Regions from separate parts of the Macaca mulatta genome. Here region 2 is linked to region 1. A link is a contact called in public Hi-C data. All regions are on one chromosome and are shown on one strand. The core of a region is the stretch at or near the end of the contact, and the rest is flanking DNA. Distances in the headings are between cores, read along the strand shown. Region 1 holds the start of UQCC2 (ubiquinol-cytochrome c reductase complex assembly factor 2). Region 2 holds the start of BAK1 (BCL2 antagonist/killer 1).

Evidence for each region. Hi-C and Micro-C count contacts between places; a contact is called where the count stands out from the background.
Region 2: a Hi-C map of fetal cortical plate shows a contact between it and region 1, with 2.1 times the contacts expected there. The contact joins the promoter of BAK1 here to the promoter of UQCC2 in region 1. A contact is called at or near these places in 8 of 14 Hi-C or Micro-C datasets (CD4 T cells, blood, cortical neurons and 4 more).

Annotation. Positions count from the first base shown.
Region 1 is chr4:148,566,196-148,571,910 of T2T-MMU8v2.0, reverse strand. It overlaps UQCC2 (ubiquinol-cytochrome c reductase complex assembly factor 2), which reads right to left and starts at 2,920. Exons shown (of 4, transcript NM_001194866.3): 1 at 2,758-2,920. The coding sequence starts at 2,895.
Region 2 is chr4:148,703,211-148,708,678 of T2T-MMU8v2.0, reverse strand. It overlaps BAK1 (BCL2 antagonist/killer 1), which reads right to left and starts at 2,275. Exons shown (of 6, transcript NM_001266731.1): 1 at 2,062-2,275.

The DNA.
Region 1 (5,715 bases), core at 1,671-4,170:
CTCACAGTAGTGTTTTCAATTCCAGCAAGGAATTGCGCCCTTCAAAAATTACCACAAAGATTTACTAAGCCCAGGTGCATTCTCAGGTGACATCAGGATGAGGTACCAAAACAGTGGTCCTGAGTAATGCTCCTGCTGCCATTGTGATGCACTGGTTCACTCTACCAGTAATGCATTCATCAGCTGCTACAGAATCATCAACAGAGCCATGACTTGCATCTGCAGCTGGGACTCAAACCTGTGTGGGCCTTTGACTGCTCAGGAACAATTTCCCTAGGTGATAACAACTCCAAAAGAGAAAACTCTTTCCTCCTTTGCCGGCTCCTCTTACACTAACAATCAAGCAAGTGAATGTAATGCTCTCTCACCTCCCCAAAGATGGAGCCTCTGACTGCCCAACTGTAAGCTCCTTGGTGGTGAGGGCCAGCTTATGGCCTTCTTCCATAGATCCCGAAATTCCCCAAACATGGTAAGCTCTCAAATCAATTCTGCCCACTCAGAACACACAAATATTCCTTTCTCACTCTTCACAACTTCTCTTTGTCTAGTTCTGCTACATCTGAAACTATATTCAGACAATTGTCTCATGAGCCACAACCAATTATTTACTTATCCATTCAGACATTTACTGAGTGTTTTTTATGGGCCAAGGACTATGCTAGACACTGGTAGGGGAGAGGGGGAAAGATAAAAATGGCATCATCTCTATTTTCAGGAAGCTCATACTAAAAACATGCAGGGAGTACAGCTTTAGGAAGCTCACGGGGTTTGTAGAATTGGGACTAGATAAGATTCTTGCCTTAAAGATCTTTCCACTTTGGGCCAGTGAAGACCACCATGAACAATGGGAGGGCCCTGGGTGTCGTATAACCTGGGCCAGACACGCCCCAGGCTGTCAGCCAATCAGCAGTCCAGTCACAATGATGCCACTGGGCGTGCTCCTGCTCCTTTAGGTGGGCTGGCTTGGCTCTGTTTTGGGCTAAGCTAAAAAAAAAAAAGACCATGTTCCTTCTTTGACAGGTCTTGGCCAAGTTTCGCAAGTCATTTCTTCAGACTGTGTGTGTATGTATCTCATTTCATTTCTGGTCTCTTGCCCGAGCCCCAAGCTCAAATATAGCACGCCTACTTGACATTGCCACTAGGAAATCAGTGTACTTGGCATCTCAGGTTTAACCTGCTTAACACCGAACTCAAGATATTCTTCCTACACTTTACCTATTCCTGCCTCAGTAAATGGCACCATCTTAGACCTAGATGCTCAGGCCAAAAAAAATCTAGGTGCTATCTTTGGTTCCTCTCTTTTCCTTTATCCCACATCCCACATATCAGCAAGTCCTGCTGACTCAACCTGCACATAACCTGAATCCAGCCACTCCCATCTTCTGTGCTGCCATCCTCATCCAACCCCCCACCATCGCTCGCTTATAGTACCATAATCGGCTTCTCTCCAGCCTCCTTGCTTTTTTGTTATTGCCCCCTATAGCCCACTCACCACATAGAACCAGAATAGTCTTAAAAAAAGTAAATTGGGGCACATCAGTCCCCTCACTAAACATCCCCAGTGACTTCTCACTGGCCTTACAATGAGGTCTAACAGCTAATCAGAGCAGATAATAACCTACTGTGCCTGGCTCCTGACCTCCACCTTAGCAAACTCCACCTTACTCACTACCCTGCAGCCATTCTGGCTTTCTTTCTGTCCTGGAACATGTCAATCTGCCTCCTGCCTTTGGGCATGCGCAGTGTCTGGAATGTCCTTCCCGCCAAGTGTACATGGCTGGCTCATCCTCTTGCCTTAGGTCTTACCTATGTGTCATCTCCTCAGAAAGACCCGACTAATAACATTACTCTTTTATCATGCTACCCTATTTTCTACTGATCACAGTACTTATCTGTCTTATGTAGACCTACTTGTTTATTGTGTCCTGAACTACAATGTAAAACTTCATGCGGGCAGGACTTCACCTGTTTAACACTGCTGTTTCCCTAGCACTGCTCCAGGCATATGGTAGGTGCTCAATAAATACGAGCTATATGAACGAATGAATCGCAGAGCTGCAGCGCCAACCTGGAGAGCAAGAACGTAGGCCTACTACTCACACACAGCTACGTGAGCTGAGGACCCAAACCTGCTGCACAGGCTTACAGGGCTCAGGAAGAACGCAAACGCTTAGCCGGGACCTGCAGAGTTTACTGGGGATTAGCTCAGTCAATACACAACACTGCGAGATAATGAGGTAACGTTACAGTGACACGGGAGCAAAAAGCTGAGGCTGTCACCAGCTGCCACTGGTGTTGTGGATCTCAACTGTCTGCACCTTGAATCACCTGGAGAGCTTTTAAAACACTGAGGTCAAGATCCCACCCCTAGAGATTCTGTATCTTAAGTTTTTGTTTGTTTTTTGATTTGCGGAGACGGAGTCCCACTATGTTGCCCAGGCTGACCTCCTGGGCTCAAGCGATCCTCCCGCCTCCGCCTCTCAGAGTGCTGGGATTATAGGTGTGAACCACCGCGCCCGGCCCATCTGGAGTTTTAAAAAAGCTTCCTCGGCAATTCCAAGGTGCAGCGGGGGGAGAGCGCTGAGTAGAAAGGGCGTAGCTCTCAGTAGCTCCCTGGGGAGAAACGGGGGTCTGCGCTCACGTGCGGCCTGGAAGGAGGACGCGCGCATGCGCAGATCCCGCTGATAGCGCGCTAGCTGGCCCCGCCCCTGCCTCGTCCTTTCCTCCCCTCGTCCCAGCCGCCTCCCCGCCGGTCACCTGGGTATTCTCTCCCTCCCGAAAGGCCTGTGCTACCCGCTGTCGCAGGTAAGCGCCCAAGTCCCGGCCCCGTTTGGTCTCGTCCACTGGCCATTCCTCACAGAGCTTAAGAAAACGCCGGTACCGGCTGGCCGCCATTTTGGGCCCCGTGTGTTCCCGCCTTAGGGGGAGGAGTCGCCGCCAATGGATGGTACTTGCGCACTAAGTCTCGCCGCCTTAGGAGTGGGGCGGGAGGCCGAAGTGGGCATGCGCGACTTTGCAGGCGCCCAGTTACTCTCCGGATAGGGGCGCTGCTCGCCTTTCTCTGCAAAGCGAGCTAATTCAGTCGTCCTCCTCCTGGAACCGGCCCAGCTCCCAGGGGCAAGGCGGACGTGGAGTACCTGAGGGACAGCTTTGCTTCTCTTTTTCAATGACTGCACAAGCTTGAGACTAAAAAACCCTCCTCCGAGGCCTCCGCTGTTTTGCATAAACCAATACATTTGCATGTAAATACAGGTTACTGGATGAAGATGTGTTTGAATGTTGTTCGTGTGTGCCCCTGTACCTGTCACTATCCCTTGGTACTCTGCCGCAGTTCCTTCTTTAGTGCTTCCTAGTTCTTGTTCCTCTCTGTCCAGTCCCTGCTAGTATCCCTTCTGTTCCCCCCTTCCTACCCCTCATAAGCCAAACATTTTTCTCTGGGAGGCCCAGGTTTTCTAGAATGAGCAATGCGAACTGGGTTGATTCAGAAAAACTGTTTTTTTGTTTTTTTTTTTTTTTTACAATTTATTAATTTTGTATTGTGGTAAAATACGCATAACAAAATTTACTATCTTAACCATTTTGTTTTAGACAAGGTCTTGCTATGTGGCCCATGCTGGTCTCAAACTCCTGGGCTCAAGTGATCCTCCCACCTTGGCCTCCCAAAGTGCTGGGATTACAGGTGTGAGCCACCACACCTGGCCTTAACCTTTTTTTTTTGAGATAGAGTCTTGCTCTGTCACCCAGACTGGAGTGCAGTGAATGGCGCAACCTCTGCCTCCCGGGTTCAAGTGATTCTCCTGTCTCAGCCTCCGGAGTAGCCGGGATTATAGGCGGCCCGCCACCATGCCCGGCTATGTTTTGTATTTTTAGTAGGGATGGCGTTTTGCCATGTTGGCCAGACTGGTCTGGAACTCCTGACCTCAGGTGATCCGCCTGCCTCGGCCTCCCAAAGTGCTGGGATTACAGGAGTGAGCCACGGTGCCTGGCCAGCCATTTTTAAGTGTACAGTTCATAGGTATGAAATAGCACTGAATAATATTGTGCAGCCATCACACCATCTCCCTAACTCTTGTAAAACTGAAACTCTATACTCATTGAACAATAAATCCCCATTCCCCCCTCTCCCCCCAGCCCCTGGCAACGACCGTTCTATTTTGTCTGTATGATTTTGACTACTCTAGGTACCTCATGTAAGTGGAATCCTGCAATATTTTTGCGACTGGCTTATTTTGCTTAGCATAATATCTTCACCTCAAGGTTCATTCATTTTGTAGTATATGTCAGAATTTCCTTCCTTTTTAAGGCTGAGTAATACTCCGTTGCGTGTATGTGCTACATTTTGTTTATGCATCCATTGATAGACACTTAGGTTGCCTCCATGTTTTAGCTCTTGTGAGTAATGCTGCTATGAACATGGATGTACAGACATCTCAAGACTTTGCTTTCAACTCTTTTGGTATATACCCAGAAGTGGAATTGCTGGATCATATGGTAATTCTATTTTAAGTTTTTTGAGGAACTGCCATACTGTCTTCCACAGCAGCTGCACCATTTTACACTCCCACCACCAGTGCACAAGGGTTCCAATTTCTCCACATCCTTACCAACATTTGTTATTTTCTGGTTTTTTGATAGTAACCATCGTAATGGGTGAGAGCTGTATCTCAATGTAGCTTTGACTTGTGTTTCTCTAATGATTAGTGATATTGAGTATCTTTTTATGTGCTTAGCCATTTGTATATCTTCAGAGAAATACCTGTTCAAGTCCTTTACCTGTTTTTAATCAGGTTTTTTTTGTTGTTGTTGTTATTGAGTTTTAGGAGTTCTTTGTATATTCCAGATATTAATTCCTTGACAGCTATGTGATTTCAAAATACTTTCTCCCGTTAAAATGTGTTTGTTTTACCAAGTCTTCTCTTATATGTCTCTACCTACATCACCATGTGAACTGATTTTTGTTCTCAAAAGACTGTCCCACCATCTGCATTTTTCATAAGGAAGCCTCAGTGTATCTCTACTGTCCTGTATTTAGCCAAGACCATCCAATGTGTACAAAACTTTGCTTCCTCCAAACCTTTTCCTTCTTGCCCTACCTACATTTTAAAGGTAAATCTAGGAGAGTCCTGCCTTCAAGAAGTTGACAGCCAAGTCTGGGAATGTGTACATAACCAGGACATGAAGTTACAGATGACAAGAGCTTTAACTGAAGTGTTAGACAATGCTAGAGAGTTTGGAGAAACACAGGCCTGCTGTTCAGAGGAGAGTGGGAGAAGATCAGGGATGGCTCCAAGAACAACCAGAGGCAGGCCTGGGGTGGCAGTGGGAAAGAGAGGGAGGAGTTTAATTTGAGGAAAGATCAGTGGGTGATTTTAACTCGAATGACTTTAACTGTTCCGAAGATGTTAAGAGTAAACCACTGAAGGAAAACCTCTGGGGACCAGAATGTGTGATGCCCGCCTGAGGTAAGGAGAGTTCAGGGGGAGTGGAAAATGAGGCGCCCAAGGACACCTCCTCCAGAAAGCTCCCCTGATTAACCTCCCCAGGTTCCCAGCCCAACAGTCTCTCCCTGCTCCATCCTCACCTCATAGCCATGTAGTTTTGATGACAGCCCTGAGGTACAAAGGACAAGAATTGTATCTATTATCAAAGTCCAGGCACCTAGGGCTGTGCTGGCTGCCCCGAGGTGCTCTCATAGCTGTAACTTTAAAGAGCACC
Region 2 (5,468 bases), core at 1,026-3,525, 140 kb before region 1:
GACCCTTCGAGGGAGACAGGGTAAGAAGGTGAGGCAGCCAAGGGCAGACTGAGGTATCTGCACCCTCGAGGAGAGTGTGGCTGCAGCAGTGCCCGCTGGCTCTCAAGCTCATACCACTCCTGGGGCAAGAGCCTGGGGGGTTTTAGCTGTTCCTGGGGCCTCCTGCAGCCCACCTAGCACATGCTTATTGCAAGCGAGCCACTGCCCAGCCAATGGCCCATGAAGGCTGCCCTCAGAGGCCCTACTTCCCTCTGGCTGGTCAGAACACACCTGTTTTTTAACTCTGGGCTGTTAGCCGCAAACATTTCCTGAGAGCCTAAGATATACTCTCCCACTTAGGAGCACTCTGGGTGTTGAACATTGAAAACTCACATGAACCCAGCAGGGTGAGCACCATCATACCCACTTTGCAGCCTGGAAAAGTGAGGCATAAAGAGTTGAGTGCCCGAGGTCACATCATTAGTGACGGAAAGTCGGGTTGTTTGTCTGAATCTCCATGAGTCCATGTACTCAACAAGCATTTAAGATTTCTTCTTGTTTGTGGACCTCAGAGGGTGTCCCTTCTCAGGGCAACTTTCCCTGTTTACCTCCTGCCTGTGCCTTCCTCACCCCTGCCTTGCAGTGACCGGAGGGAGCCCTCAGGATCAGGGCCTTCTTCGAAGCCCCACAACCTGCCTCGTATTCCCACCACACACCTAGTCTTCTGTCCCCAGCCAACTTTCCTCTTTGCCTGGTCCTGACCGCAGCACCAACGTGCTGTGACCCCTCATCAGGGCGTTTCCTGGATGTCAGCTGTTTCACTTTCAGTTTGCACCCCTCCCAGAGCCCCATTTCCCCAGGCACCCTCCGGCCCTCAGAAGGAAAGCGCCCTCCTCCTATCTCAGAGGGAGGGGGTGTGCAGCCCCACCCTGGGCCAAGCACACAGCCCCACCCCCACCGCCCAGGGCCTGGGGACCTTCGCCCACCCTCCTTCCGCTAGGCCTGGGAGTGTTTTCGAAACTGCCCCAAGAGCTCTCGAGAAGGGGTGGAGGAGGACTGGACCACCTGTGCCCTCACCCAGCTCCCCACTCCTTGCTCTGCCGGACACGGACAGGGCGAAGGCAGACTCTCCTTTCCTCCACCTCTAGGGGCAAGGCCTTGTTAAAACAGAACTTTGCAGCCGGGCACAGTGGCCCACGAGGTCAGGAGTTCAAGACCAGCCTGGCCAACATAATGAAACGCCGTCTCTACTAAAAATACAAAAATTAGCTGGGCATGGTGGCGCACGCCTGTAGTCCCAACTACTCGGGAGGCTGAGGCAGGAGAATCGGTTGAACCTGGGAGGCAGAGGTTGCAGTGAGCCGAAATCGCGCCACTGCACTCGACCCTGGGCAACAGAGTGAGACTCTGTCTCAAAAAACAAAAAATAAAACCCCCACCCCCCCGGAGCTCCTTAAATAAGATGGCCTTCCTTCTTCCCCAGTCTCCAGAACCCAGCACCCTCAGGACAGTAGGGCCAGAGGATGCTGACGGCACCCCCAACTCCCTCTACCAACAACCCAGGCTCCTGAGGGGAGCAGGTAGAGCCTCAGGACACCCCCCAAGGCCAGCAACCTATGCTGACTCAGGCCTAGCTCTGTCCCCCAATCCAAGTGGCCTAAATTCCCGGTGAGGGGAGCCACCCCCGACTTCCTGGGCTTGCTGGGCCCTGATGAATGTTCCCCAGGGATACATGCCTGGCCAGGCCCTGGACCCAGTCTAGGGATGTTGGGCAGCAGGAAGCGCTGAGAAAGTTCTCTCTCTGCCCTTGACCTTGGCTCTGACCTCCACCCCCATCTCCCAGACTGTTAAAGGACCCAGTTCTCACAGTTCTCCGGCATCCAGGGCTGGGGCAAGAGGGGAAGCTGTGAGGGGCAGCCAGAAGTAGGCTTGCCACGATCAGGTCCCCAGCCGGGCAGGCGGACCTGCCCAGGTAAGCTTTGAGCTTCCCCTTCCCCACCCGGCTCCTGGCAGGCTCCCTGCCCCACCCTGGGGCTGGGGCTGCTGAGATTTGGGAGGACGGGCAGGACCCTTCCAGCTTACCTGCCAGGATCCTGGCCCAACCCGGGTGGCTCAGCAGGGCAGAGAGAGAGGTCCCGAGGGGCTGGCGGCTGCTGCTCCCAGGGGCTGAGTGGGAGCTCGGCTTCCAGGAACAGGCGTCAGTGCATTCCTGGCATCTGGATGTAGCCTTTGCTTGTCCCTGTGCTGCCGAGGGACCCGCGAGACTCCAGTGATCATAGAGGTGCCAGCGGCAACCGGCTCCAATCAGCTCCCTCTAGAGGAAGTTGCTCTGTGGCCACCGGATGCAGACGCACAGGCCTGCAGCCCGGAGGGGTGATCTGGGTGGGCCAGGCCCAGGAGCAGCTCCCGCCCACTTTCCCCACCCCACCTCCCAGCCAGGCAGAGCGGCTGTCAGTGGCCCACTGCTTTTCCCATCCCTGATTCTCAATCCTTGTCTTTGATCTTCTCCCCCATCTCTACATCAATCAATACCAATAAAAAACCCAGGGTGAGAAGTTTCTTAAGCACTGCTGCATGCCTGGCACTTTAGCAACTATTGTCTCGTTGGATCTTCTCAACAACTCTTGTAAGTGAGTGCTGTTGACAATACCCATTCAGATGAACAAACAGAGGCTCAGCTGGTTTAAGGTGCTCTCTAAAGGTCACTGAGCTGGGTTAATAATCAGTTCTGGGCCGGGCGTGGTGGCTCATGCCTGTAATCCCAGCACTTGGGGAGGCTGAGGCGGGCGGATCACTAGGTCAAGAGATTGAGACCATTCTGGCTAACAAAATCAGCTGGGCGTGGTGGGCGGGTGCCTGTAATCCCAGCTACTTAGAAGTCTGAGGCAGGAGAATCGCTTGAACCCGGGAGGCGGAGGTTGCAGTGAGCCAGGATCGCACCATTGGACTCTAGCCCGGGGGACGGTGCAAGACTCCATCTCAAAAAAAAAAAAAAAAAAAAAAAAAAATAGTAATAATCAGTTCGGGCCGGGCGCGGTGGCTCAAGCCTGTAATCCCAGCACTTTGGGAGGCCGAGACGGGCGGATCATGAGGTCAGGAGATCGAGACCATACTGGCTAACACGGTGAAACCCCATCTCTACTAAAATACAAAAAAAATTAGCCGGGCGAGGTGGCGGTTGCCTGTACTCCCAGCTACTCGGGAGGCTGAGGCAGGAGAATGGCGTGAACCCGGGAGGCGGGGCTTGCAGTGAGCTGAGATCCAGCCACTGCACTCCAGCCTGGGCAACAGAGCCAGACTCCGTCTCAAAAAAAAAAAAAAAAAAAAAAATCAGTTCTGTAGTCGCGTTGGGGAATACTAATACTAAATTGAGATTCAACCTGCAATTCAGACCTGTGCACCATGCACCTTGGTGGTCTCTGGAGATCTGAAATCCTGAAGGTGATAGTGAAGTAAACGGAGATTAAAACTCAATAGAGGCCGGGCACGGTGGCTCACGCCTGTAATCCCAACACTTTGGAAGGCCGAGGTGGGAGGATTACTTGACCCCAGGAGTTCAAGACCAGCCTGGGCAACAAAGGGAGACCATGTCTCTACAGAAAAAAAAATTAAAAACTAGCTGGGTATGGTGGTTCACACCTGTGCGTGTGGTGGTCCCAGCTACCTAGGATACTGAGGCAGGAGGATCACCTGAGCTGAGGAAGTTGAGGCTGCAGTGAGCCATGTTTGCACCACTGCATTCCAGCCTGGGTGACAGAGCAAGACCCTGTCTCAACAACAACAACAAAAAAGGCAGCCAGCTGTGGTGTGTCACGCCTATAATCCCATCACCCCTCCAGGCTGCCTATAATCCCATCCCAGCCATTTGGGAGGCCAAGGCAAGAGAATCGCTTGAGGCCAGGTGCAGGAGTTCCAGGCCAGCCTGGGCAACAGCAATACCCTGCTTATATGGAAAAAAAAAAATTAGCAAAGCATGGTGGTGTATGCCTGTGGTCTTAACTACTGGGGAGGCTGAGGTGGGAGGATTGCTTGAGCCCAGGAGGTTGAGGCTGCAGTGAGCTGTGATCGTACCAGGGCAACAGAGGGAGAGTTCTGTCTAAAAAAAAAAAAAGGCCGGGCATGGTGGCTCCCGCCTGTAATCCCAGCACCTTGGGAGCCCTAGGCAGGCAGATCACCTGAGGCCAGGAGTTCAAGACCAGCTTGCCCAACACAGCGAAACCCTGTCTCTTTTAAAAATACAAAAAAGGGAGGCCGAGGCAGGCGGATCACGAGGTCAGGATATCGAGACCATCCTGGCTAACATGGTGAAACCCCCATCTCTACTAAAAATACAAAAAAATTAGCCAGGCATGGTGGCGGGTGCCTGTAGTCCCAGCTACACGGGAGGCTGAGGCAGGAGAATGGCGTGAACCCAGGAGGCGGAGTTTGCGGTGAGCCAAGATCACGCCACTGCACTCTGGCCTGGGCAGCAGAATGGCAACAGAATGAGACTCTGTTTAAAAAAAAAAAAAAATGGTCAGGTGCAGTGGCTCACGCCTGTAATCCCAGCACTTTGGGAGGCCGAGGCTGGCGGATCACCTGAGGTTGGAAGTTTGAGACCAGCCTGACCAACATGGAGAAACCCCATCCCTATTAAAAATACAAAATTAGCCAGGCGTGGTGGCACATACCTGTAATCCTAGCTACTCAGGAGACTGAGGCAGGAGACTCGCTTGAACCCGGGAGGCAGAGTTGCGGTGAGCTGCGATCGAGCCATTGCACTCCAGCCTGGTCAACAAGAGCGAAACTCCATCACACACACAAATAAAAGGCGGGCATGGTGGCGTGCACTTATAATCCCAGCTACTCGGGAGGTTGAGGCAGGAGAATCACTTGAACCCGGGAGGCGGAGGTGGCAGTGAGCTGAGATTGCACCACTGCACTCCAGCCTGGGTGACAAGAACGAAACCCTGTCTCAAAAAAATAAAATTAAAATAGGGTTGGGTGTGGTGGCTCACACTTGTAATCCCAGCATTTTGGGAAGCCAAGGCAGGTGGGTCACGAGGTCAAGAGATCGAGACCTTCCTGGCCAACATGGTGAAACCCCGTCTCTACTAAAAATACAAAAATTAGCCGGGCGTGGTGGTAGGCGCCTGTAGTCCCAGCTACTCAGGAGGCTGAGGCAGGAGAATCGCTTGAAGCTGGGAGGCGGAGGTTGCAGTGAGCCAAGATCGTGCCACTGCACTCCTACCTGGAGACAGAGCTAGACTCCATCTCAAAAAATTAAAAATAAAAATAAAAACAACTAAATAAATAGACTTAGCGGGGTCTGTGCTACCACCTGGACACATAAAACCTGGATGCTAAGAGGGAAGACATACTGTCTGGCTGCTGGGAGTGTTCTTGAGGACAGAACAAACCCAAGAAGGACAGAGGTGTGTGCAGTCCTCGACAGCCCCCTGCCCTCAGGGTTCAGTTCCCTCCCTGCTTCTCCCTGTTTGCTCCCTGCC